2 separate regions of the Bombyx mori genome follow, and region 2 is linked to region 1. Evidence: chromatin contacts called from public Hi-C data. All regions are on one chromosome and are shown on one strand. Each heading gives the region's core, a stretch centred on a gene start, on an enhancer-like site or on the middle of the called end of the contact. The rest is flanking DNA. Distances are from core to core; before and after follow the strand shown. Region 1 overlaps LOC101740963 (AT-rich interactive domain-containing protein 5B). Region 2 overlaps LOC101740963 (AT-rich interactive domain-containing protein 5B).

The links. Hi-C and Micro-C count contacts between places; a contact is called where the count stands out from the background.
Region 2: a contact with region 1 is called in a Hi-C map of midgut, with 1.6 times the contacts expected there. The contact joins two enhancer-like sites. A contact is called at or near these places in 2 of 7 Hi-C or Micro-C datasets (midgut and whole pupa).

The regions. Positions count from the first base shown.
Region 1 is chr24:18,309,384-18,314,637 of ASM3026992v2, reverse strand. All of the region lies in intron 1 of LOC101740963 (AT-rich interactive domain-containing protein 5B), which reads right to left. Among protein-coding and RNA genes, the nearest start is that of LOC101740963, 3.9 kb to the right of the region's middle. Within about 2 kb of position 3,602, at least 8 of the 8 cell types and tissues checked have open chromatin away from gene starts, as enhancers often do.
Region 2 is chr24:18,369,491-18,374,383 of ASM3026992v2, reverse strand. The region is part of intron 3 of LOC101740963 (AT-rich interactive domain-containing protein 5B); the gene reads right to left. Among protein-coding and RNA genes, the nearest start is that of LOC101740817, 54 kb to the left of the region's middle. Within about 2 kb of position 2,078, at least 7 of the 8 cell types and tissues checked have open chromatin away from gene starts, as enhancers often do.

The sequences.
Region 1 (5,254 bases), core at 2,353-4,852:
GACCTCATGCGAGGAAGCGGCTGTTCGATTTTGGGGTTTGAATTTTGAAATGTCTCTGCGAAGAATCTACCACCGGAGCGGAATCGCGACCCGCTGAGAAGATCCGGTGAGAAACTCATATAGAAAATGTTTGTCCGTATGTTCGCATTATGGCGTCGCTAATAAGATTGAGTTGGAACCTGGTACGTCTGTTCGCATTCCGGGGAAGCTTCAGCAAACGCGTCTATTTAATTTAAAATGTTTTGATAATTACAAAGAAACCTGACTGACCGGTCACCGATAATTGTGACTTATCACGCTTTTAATAAACAAAATCCATGCCATTGATAAATACACATAAATTAGTTATAGATAAGCAACTCCAGCACTCAATAAAAATGTTTACGGGCATCGGCCACTAGATGGTTTCGCTTCGATTAGTTTCTCATTGCTCCTGTAGATGGCAGTAACATATTACTTATCCTATATTTTATTTTCAATAAAGGATTTTGTATATTTTGTACAACAAATAAAGACTTGTTTGATTTATATTTTATTTTATTTTCTGTGTTTAGTTATACAATAATTAAATGCATTAACTTTAACAGCATATACGTTTAGGGGCATCTGCTACAAGATGTCGCTAGTTTCCATACAACAAAATATTTGTCTTAGAGTATCGCAGTTTCAGGGGCCTGATCCACACTAATATTAGTCTTTTGTCAACTGTCAAAGTGACACTTGTCAAAATAATAGTAGTTCTATTTCTCCAACTGGAAAGGCAAAGGTATCATACCATACGGCCTAATCTTGTATTTTTTATTTATGATAAAAAATGAAAATATGCATTGAAATAAAATTAAGTTGATTAATTGGGAACAATAATCAATTGAAATTAAATTAAATGAGATGAGATTTTATGGGATGAAATATAGTCTCAGTAAAATTGTGGTCATTTACTGAGATTTTTTCAATGGACTTTTATGAGGGTCCCGAGAAGCTATGTCCGGCAGCTTTGTTTTATTTTGACCACATTATTCCACTTTCACTGATTCTAAACAGTTAACAAACCACCGTTATTACACATTTAAACCTGAAGAAACACTAAATAGACAAAATAAAACAATTCGCTCCCCGCGCTCCCGCCAAAAAGTCCTCACATTTGTCAAATGTAAATTTTGGATTCATTGTTGTTGTTTTAATGATATGGTGTTTTTTACTGTCATCTTATTTTATCTGTTTTATCATCTCAGAAGACAATGAGATATGCGCGAGTGGAAACAGTGTTGAGCAATAAATAGATAATTTTTATCAAAAACGTTCGTTTGATATGGTTTAATCCCATGTGATTTTTCTTCTGTATTATTTAGACGTTTTTTTTATTGCTTAAATGGGTGGACGAGTTTACAGCCCACCTGGTGTTAAGCGGTTACTGGAGCCTATAGACATCTACAACGTAAATGCGCCACCCATCTTGAGATATAAGTTCTAAGGTGTCAGTATAGTTACAACGGCTACCCCGCCCTTCAAACCGAAACGCATTACTGCTTCACGGCAGAAATGGACAGGGTGTTGGTACCTACCCGTGCGGACTCACAAGAGGTCCTACCACCAGTAATTGCATATTTCTGGCGTGAAGCAGTAATGCGGTTCGGTTTCAAGCGTGGGGCAGCCGTTGTAACTATACTGAGACCTCATAACTCATATCTCAAGTTGGGTGGTGGCATTTACGTTGTAGATGTATCTGGGCTCCGGTAATCACTTAAAACCAGGTGGGTTGTGAGCTCGTCCACTCATATATGCAATAAAAAAAGGACTTGTTAAAAGAAACATCACAACACCTAATCAATAAAAATGCCACATCTATATTTTTGTTTGACTTTCGTAAGTGCAAGGCATTCCGGTTTCAATACACACACACGAACACAGAACTAATTGTACAAATTTACTATAAGTTCCATTTTCGAAGATTACGTCCTTATCCGCTTAAGTTAAGGCTCACAAAATATTATTGAACGGCAAATATAAAATTTGCTGTCGCGTTCCACGAGTGCATCGTTTTCCAGCTACGTTGAAGTTTCATAGTAAAAGCGGACACAGTGTCAGATAACGCCAAATTCAAATGACACAGTGTCACATGATTTCGTAATGGAAACGCTTTTATGTGGACATGCGATGTACTGTTTAATCTTTCTATAATTGAATTTAATACTTTTGGTTTTTCTTTTAATTATACTATACACATAAATTGACAATTATCAAACGGTTTATTATAGAAAATGTTTTCTTTAAAAAACAAATCAATGGGGCGTGAAAACATTCGTAAATTATATGTATATGTAAGTAAGTTGCTTTACTTCTACGGCATTTAAACTGTATGTAAGATCTTTAAAGATATTAATTTTAAATTCCACTTACGAAATATATATTACAATAATTCAGAAGAAGTTTAGGATAATTCACATTTTATAAGTTTAATTTTTCAAAGAAAATTTATTATGAAATATTTCAAGTATCAAAACCATTTGGTCCGAGTAAAAGTCGATTTCCGATTTTAGCCTCATGTGTAGGTTACGTTGAAGATATTTTAATGTTTCATGTATTTATATAGACTGGGAGCTAGGTGATTCCCGCGACCTCACCCGCCTCTAGGAGAACTAGGGATCAGTACAGAGCTGTAAAGGACTGTGTCTACAGTAATGTAGACATGCTGTTAGTAGTACTCTCGCCTAGATGTAGGTCGGATACGTGTCTGTTTCTGTACGAGAAGAGCTCGGAATCAGTACAGAGCTGCAGGGAACTGTGTCTACAGTAGGGTAGTATAGGACTCTCAATTAGATGTAGGTCGGATCTGTGTCTGTTTGTGTACGAGAAGAGCTCAGGATCAGTACAGAGCTGCAGGGGACTGTGTCTACAGTAGGGTGGTATAGGACTCTCAATTAGATGTAGGTCGGATCTGTGTCTGTTTGTGTACGAGAAGAGCTCAGGATCAGTACAGAGCTGCAGGGGACTGTGTCTACAGTAGGGTGGTATAGGACTCTCAATTAGATGTAGGTCGGATCTGTGTCTGTTTGTGTACGAGAAGAGCTCAGGATCAGTACAGAGCTGCAGGGGACTGTGTCTACAGTAGGGTGGTATAGGACTCTCAATTAGATGTAGGTCGGATCTGTGTCTGTTTGTGTACGAGAAGAGCTCAGGATCAGTACAGAGCTGCAGAGGACTGTGTCTACAGTAGGGTAGTATAGGACTCTCAATTAGATGTAGGTCGGATCTGTGTCTGTTTGTGTACGAGAAGAGCTCAGGATCAGTACAGAGCTGCAGAGGACTGTGTCTACAGTAGGGTAGTATAGGACTCTCAATTAGATGTAGGTCGGATCTGTGTCTGTTTGTGTACGAGAAGAGCTCGGAATCAGTACAGAGCTGCAGGGGACTGTGTCTACAGTAGTGTAGTATAGGACTAGAGGCTAGATGTAGGTCGGATCTGTGTCTGTTTGTGTACGAGAAGAGCTAGGGATCAGTACAGAGCTGCAGGGTATTGTGAGTTTAATTATTATTATTTTTTTGGCGCCGGTGTGCAACGGCCTTTATCTCTGCTAATAATAATACGAACATACCTCTCCGTGCTAACGCGTAGTGACGGGACTAATTCAATGTCGATGAAGTGTTTATTATAACTTTAGCATCACTACAAAACTTTTGTTAAATTACGAAATATAACTTTACTTTTTCATTTTCGCAGTAGATGGGAACGAGCTCACGACTCACCTGGTGCTAAGCGGTTACTGGATAGACATCTACAGCGTAAATGCCGCCACTTACCTCGAGACATAAGTTCTAAGTATCAGTTCTATAGTACAAGGGCTTGCATACCACGCATTATAGCTTCGTGGCAGAAGTAGGCGAGACGGTGGTACCTATCCATGCGGGCTCACGTGATGACGTACGTACAGCTATTACGAAAACACAATGCGATCATCGACATCGACAGTCGATAATCCGTTGTTTCGGACAACCCTAATCGCGTATCCATTTAGTTTGACAAGCATTCGGTTTCATATATCCGTTGTTTTGAGTGTGTGCGTGAGGTCAGGGTTGGCGATGCGCTACATAAATAAGCACGCGGTTTTGGTGCTATTTTTTTAATAATAATAATAAATTAACACTTTATTTAACGTCATATGTACAGAGTAAGTATATAAAACAAATAATAGACGGTGACATAAATTGGCGTCCTTATCGCTGAAAGCGATCTCTTCCAGGCAACCTTGCAGGGAGAGGAATAAGCGAACGGGGCGGTGCTATATCTTAATAAACTTACATAAAAATATATACTTATATACATATGTTAAAAATAAATACAATATAAGATAGACTTACATACGATTAAATAGAAATAAATACTAAAAATATCCAAGTAAATACAAAATAAGTAGCAACTTGTACAGTTATATCGTAGGAGCCATATTATTGTGCAAGGTAGTGCGAGTTTAATTTGAACTTGAAAATTTCCGGCGAGGACGATCGTTTGATGCTTAAGGGTAGTAGTGCATTTTTTATTTTTTTTATTTCTTTGATTGATTGGCGAGCTCACAGCCCACCTGGTGTTAAGTGGTTACTGGAGCCCATAGACATCTACAACGCAAATGCGCCACCCACCACCCACTAAGTTGTAAGGTCTCAGTATAGTTACAACGGCTGCCCCACCCTTCGAGCCGAAACGCATTACTGATTAACGGCGGAAATAGGCAGGGTGGTGGTACCTACCCGTGCGGACTCACAAGAGGTCCTGCCACCAGTGAATAAGTATATGTATAGATATACACTTTAAGTTAATTGGTCTTAGTTCCTTTGTTTTTTTTTTCTTAGATGGGTGGACGAGCTCGCAGCCCACCCGGTCTTAGATGATTACTGGAGCTCATAGACATCTACGACGTAAAAGCGCCACACTCCTTGAGAAGTTCTAAAGATCTCGAGTATAGTTACAACGGCTGCTCCACCCTTCAAACAGAAACGCATTACTGCTTCACGGCAGAAACAGGCAGGGCGGTGGTACCTACCCGTGCGGACTCACAAGAGGTCCTACCACCAGTACACAAGAGGTCCTACCACCAGTTAACGTTAAAAAAAACTCGCACTTAGCAAGCACGCTCTCCAAGCTTCCGAAGCCCGGCCCTCAATTACGGAGCTTCCGACAGCCCTGCCTCGTTGAAGTTCGACAAGCACCACTATCGCGCGTCTGTGTGTGTGTGCGCATCGCGAGCACTGAACACACACA
Region 2 (4,893 bases), core at 829-3,328, 61 kb before region 1:
GCTTCAACACGAATGCACCGGACGTCTTATCATTTAGGCCACAACGACTTCGAATATAATTAATTGAAATCATAAGTTTGTACATTATTATGGTGCTATTGTCAAAGACTATTATACTTCTATAATCACAGATTTCGCCAAGACTACATTATAGACAAATAATATTAAGGACAAACAATATTAATCTATTCTCAATTTGACCACAGACTTTAAACAATAAGAAAAGTTTGACAATAAACAAATAGTATGCATGCGTGTGTGTGTCAAATACACGTTAGTGTATGTAATGTTTTTTTTATATTGATTTAATTTTTTTTTATATTGATTTATTATGGTAGGCAGCGGCTTGGCTCTGCCCCTGGCATTGCTGACGTCCATGAGCGACGGTAACCTCTGGGTCTGCGGAGGGACTTCGGTTCCCTCTGTATTTTGTACCGTATGTTCCATGGGGAGTGCTCTGAGGAATTGTTCGAGATGATGCCGGCATCTCGTTTTTACCATCGCACCGCCCGCCACCGGAGTAGAGTTCATCCATACTACCTGGAGCCACTGCGGTCATCCACAGTGCGTTTCCAGAGGTTTTTTTTGCCACGTGCCATCCGGCTATGGAATGAGCTCCCCTTCACGGTGTTTCCCGAGCGCTATGACATGTCCTTCTTCAAACGAAGCTTGTGGAGAGTATTAAGCGGTAGGCAGCGGCTTGGCTCTGCTCCTGGCATTGCTGAAGTCCATGGGCGACGGTAACCACTCACCATCAGGTGGTCCATATGCTCGACTGCCTACAATGGCAATAAAAAAAAAAATTTTTTTTGATGCATAATTTAAAAAAATATTAACATTCTGCACTACTTCTCTATATTGTCGTTGCAAATTTGAAATCTCCTATGAGTTTAAAATGTAGTTTTCGAGAAAATCTAAAATAAAACTATCTCCTGAAGAACAAAAATGCAAATATTTTTTTTAACACATAGCATACTTTGATCTACAATAAAATGCAAACCGACACTTAGCATTTTTTTGAGATTGACGCGTAATATAGTGAAATATTAAGATATGTATGCACACGGGAGTTTTTGCTGAGTTATAGGTACCAACTTCAAAATAACTTTCATAATATATGAAAACATTATTTTGGCCCGAAATGTCACATAGGAGATTTTAAATTGGCAACGACGATATTCTCTATAAGTGTCCTAAATTTCATGCTCCTCCATCCGCGCAATTTTCCTAAAAATGGGTACAAAGTTTTTGTTTCACGTGTTAAATTAATATAATAATAAATTAATAGTATCAAAACCGTTCGGGCGTAGTAATATGACAATGCGATGACGTCACGCGACAACAAAATGGCCGACTTCTCATTGAACGCAAAACGCTGCTTGGTACTCATTTAGATTATACTTGAGAATTAAAAGTAAAATCTGTTTGACGTTTCTTATGATTGGCGGGCGGGTCACTTTCGCCGGTGAAATAAATACAAGAGACCTACGACATCTCAGGGAGGACACGTCATTTCGGATCCTCCCGATCCACTAACGGTGCTTTTAGGTAGCTCAAGCACCGTTCTCGTCGGACCCGTCGCTTGCGACGAAGGGCTCGACGAGTGAATTAACCTACAGACACAGCCCACTGAGTTTCTCGTCGGATCTTCTCAGTGGGTCGCGTTTCCGATCCGGTGGTAGATTCTGCGAAGCACTGCTCTTGCTAGGGCCAGTGTTGGCATCACTCCGGTTAGAGCCCCGTGAGCTCACCTATTAGCTAAGGTTACGCTGAAATAGCCTTTTAAGGCTATCCTATCAGCTTAGGTAAGAAAAAAAAAGATAGCCACGAGTGAAACTCACGCAGTTCAGTGTGCTTTGTGCGAGTTTTTTAACTTTCTCGATAGCGTAAAAGTTAACCCAATTTTGTATGGAGTCGGAACAGCGCCCCTAGCGGCAAACGTAGGCAAACGAACCCATTCAATATGAGTTAACTTTTACGCTATCGAGAACGTTAAAAAAAACTCGCACTAAGCACACTCTGAGTACCTACGTATTCGTGTCATATTTAAGTTCGCTTATCGATTGAATGCTAATAATAGAATGATGTCGGGACTTGGCCCGAGGCACGAGCGGAGCGGACAGCGTGTTTGGTGTGGTACAAACAAATTATTAAAAACACGCACACATAAAACTTTTTTTATTGCCTAGTTGGGTAGACGAGCTCTCAGCCCACCTGGTGTTGAGTGGTTATCGGAGCCCATAGACATCTACAACGTAAATGCGCCACCCACCTTGAGAAATACTTTCTAAGGTCTCAGTATAGTTACAACGGCTGTCCCACCTTTCAAACCGAAACGCATTACTGCCTTACGGCAGAATTGGGCAGGATGGTGGTACCTACCCGCGCGGACTCACAAGTCCTTCTGTGTGTCAATCAGATGTCAATTCGTCCAGCTTTGTGTGGTTGGGACTTAAGCTGACAATTTCCCCCTTTAGATGGAATCAGCTAACCGAAGCCAGACTTCTTCTGTCGGTCCTCGTCTGACGACGTGTGGGTTTAGGATCGCACGATCGTACCGCGCCCCCGCGCGGATTATTGACCGGCCATAACCGGAACTTGTAACCGGTTTTGGGAGGCTTAAACCGGTTAATGTTTTTGATAATCGAGAAGTTTTATTTTTTTATTTGATTCGTTTTTTTCGTGAACAGATTAAAGTTTAATCTTTTTAGAAATTTATTTATTTATTCACAAATCAGACGGTAGTTATCAAGTCATCGGTAGTTCGAGAGTACGGAACCCGAAATTCGGAGCGAATATATAATAATATGTATTATAAATCACAAATATTATATTATTATTATATAATAGAGTAAAAAAATACTAGATGATGACCGAGTTTTGCTCGTTTTTTTTTTATTGATAACGCCATCTTGTGTGTCCTTAAAGCGGCTAGTTGCCCTCAATTAAGAAAAATAGTTTTATTATTCGCTAATAGATGTCGGGAAGAGTTGATTATTGAAAACACGAATAAAATAACATTTTCTGAAAATAAATCGTAGCTAGATCGATTTATCGCCCCCGAAATCCCCTGTATACTAAATTTTATGAAAATCGTTGGGAGCCGTTTCCGAGATCAGATTATATATATAGATTTATATACAAGAATTTCTCGTTTAAAAATATGAGATGCATGCATGTAGTAAAAAGTGGTTATTTCAATATTACAAACAGACACTCCAATTTTATTTATATGTATAGATTATTAATTTATTTAGATGTTTATTTCGAAGCTTATTATCATTATTGGCACCATGACCGCTCATGAGTTTTAGTGAGCGATCGAGAACTGATTACGTGTGTGACGATAAGTTCGCGACGTAACGCGCATGACCCACCTTGAGACATGAGGTCTTGAGGTCTCGATCAGTATAGCGGCTGCCCCGTTGGAAACTGCTTCACGACACAAATGACGCATCGTGCATGACACACTTTGAGACATTCAGGTCATGAGGTCTCGATCTGTATAACAACTGCCCCGTTGGAAACTGCTTCATAGCACATATAACGCATCGTGTATGACCTACTTTAATACATGAGGTCATGAGGTCTCGATATGCTTAGCGGTTGCCCCGCTTCGCGACACAGATACATCATTATCCGTCGTCCAATTGAGAGTATTTTAACCGACTTCAAAAAAGGAGGAGGTTCTCAATTCGACGGTATGTTTTTTTTATTGTTTTTTATTTTTACTTCATAACTTTTGACTGGGTGAATCGATTTTTATGATTCTTTTTTTATTAGAAAGCTGACGCTTCCCGTGTGGTCGTTATATATAAGTTCTAAGATCTCAGTATAGTTACAACGGCTGCCCCACCCTTCAAACCGAAATGCATTACTGCTTCACGGCAGAAATAGGCAGGGTGGTGGTGGGGGTACCTTTTTTTTTTTTACCTACCCGCGCGGTCTCACAAGAGGTCCTACCACCAGTATAAAATAATAAATCACTTCTATAATGTTTACTCCATTCAAGTATCTGAAGAAGTTTATGTTTTGTTATGATATTTTTTCCAAATTTTCAAATTTAATTGGCTCTCCTGTAGAATTGCAAAAATGTCGCTTAAGCCAAATAAGTACCTCCTGATATAGTACCTATTTGTTTTTTTTATTGTGTCATCATCATTATCATTCCTTCCTATTACCCTCTGCTGGGATGTAGGGCTCGAATCAAATTTTTCCATTTACATCGGTCTTGGGCAGTCTGTTCTAGCTCCTCCCACGTCATGCCCAAGACCCCTAGCTCCGAGCCACCGAGCGACGCCAAGTTTTTTTTTTTTTTTTTTTTTTTTTTTTTTATTGCCTTTGTAGGCAGACGGGCATACGGCCCACCTGATGGTGAGTGGTTACCGTCGCTCATGGACTTCAGCAATGCCAGGGGCAGAGCCAAGCCGCTGCCTACCGCTTAATACTCTCCATAAGCCTCGTTTGAAGAAGGACATGTCATAGCGCTCGGGAAACACCGTGGAGGGGAGCTCATTCCATAGCCGGGTTGTTCTGGGGCGGCCTCTCTTCCTCTTGCCAGACACTCTCCAGGTCAGCGCTCTCTTTGAGAGATGGGTATCGGGCTTTCTCAAAATGTGACCAATCCAATGCCACTTCCGCCGTAAGGATTTTTTATTGTGTGATCAATATAAATATATTTTTGTTTGTCACCGTACATTATATTCTTCTATTATTAGTATATGTGTAGAGCGTGGACTGTATTTTGTACTGGTCGCTTCAATAATTCGTTATATTCACAGAGAGAAGGTTATTTTTATTTTATTTTAATGTATTTACAACACGTGCACGTACGACCAGAATTTTTGATTGACTTACAATGACTGATGATGAAAATTCAAAAAATAGTTATAC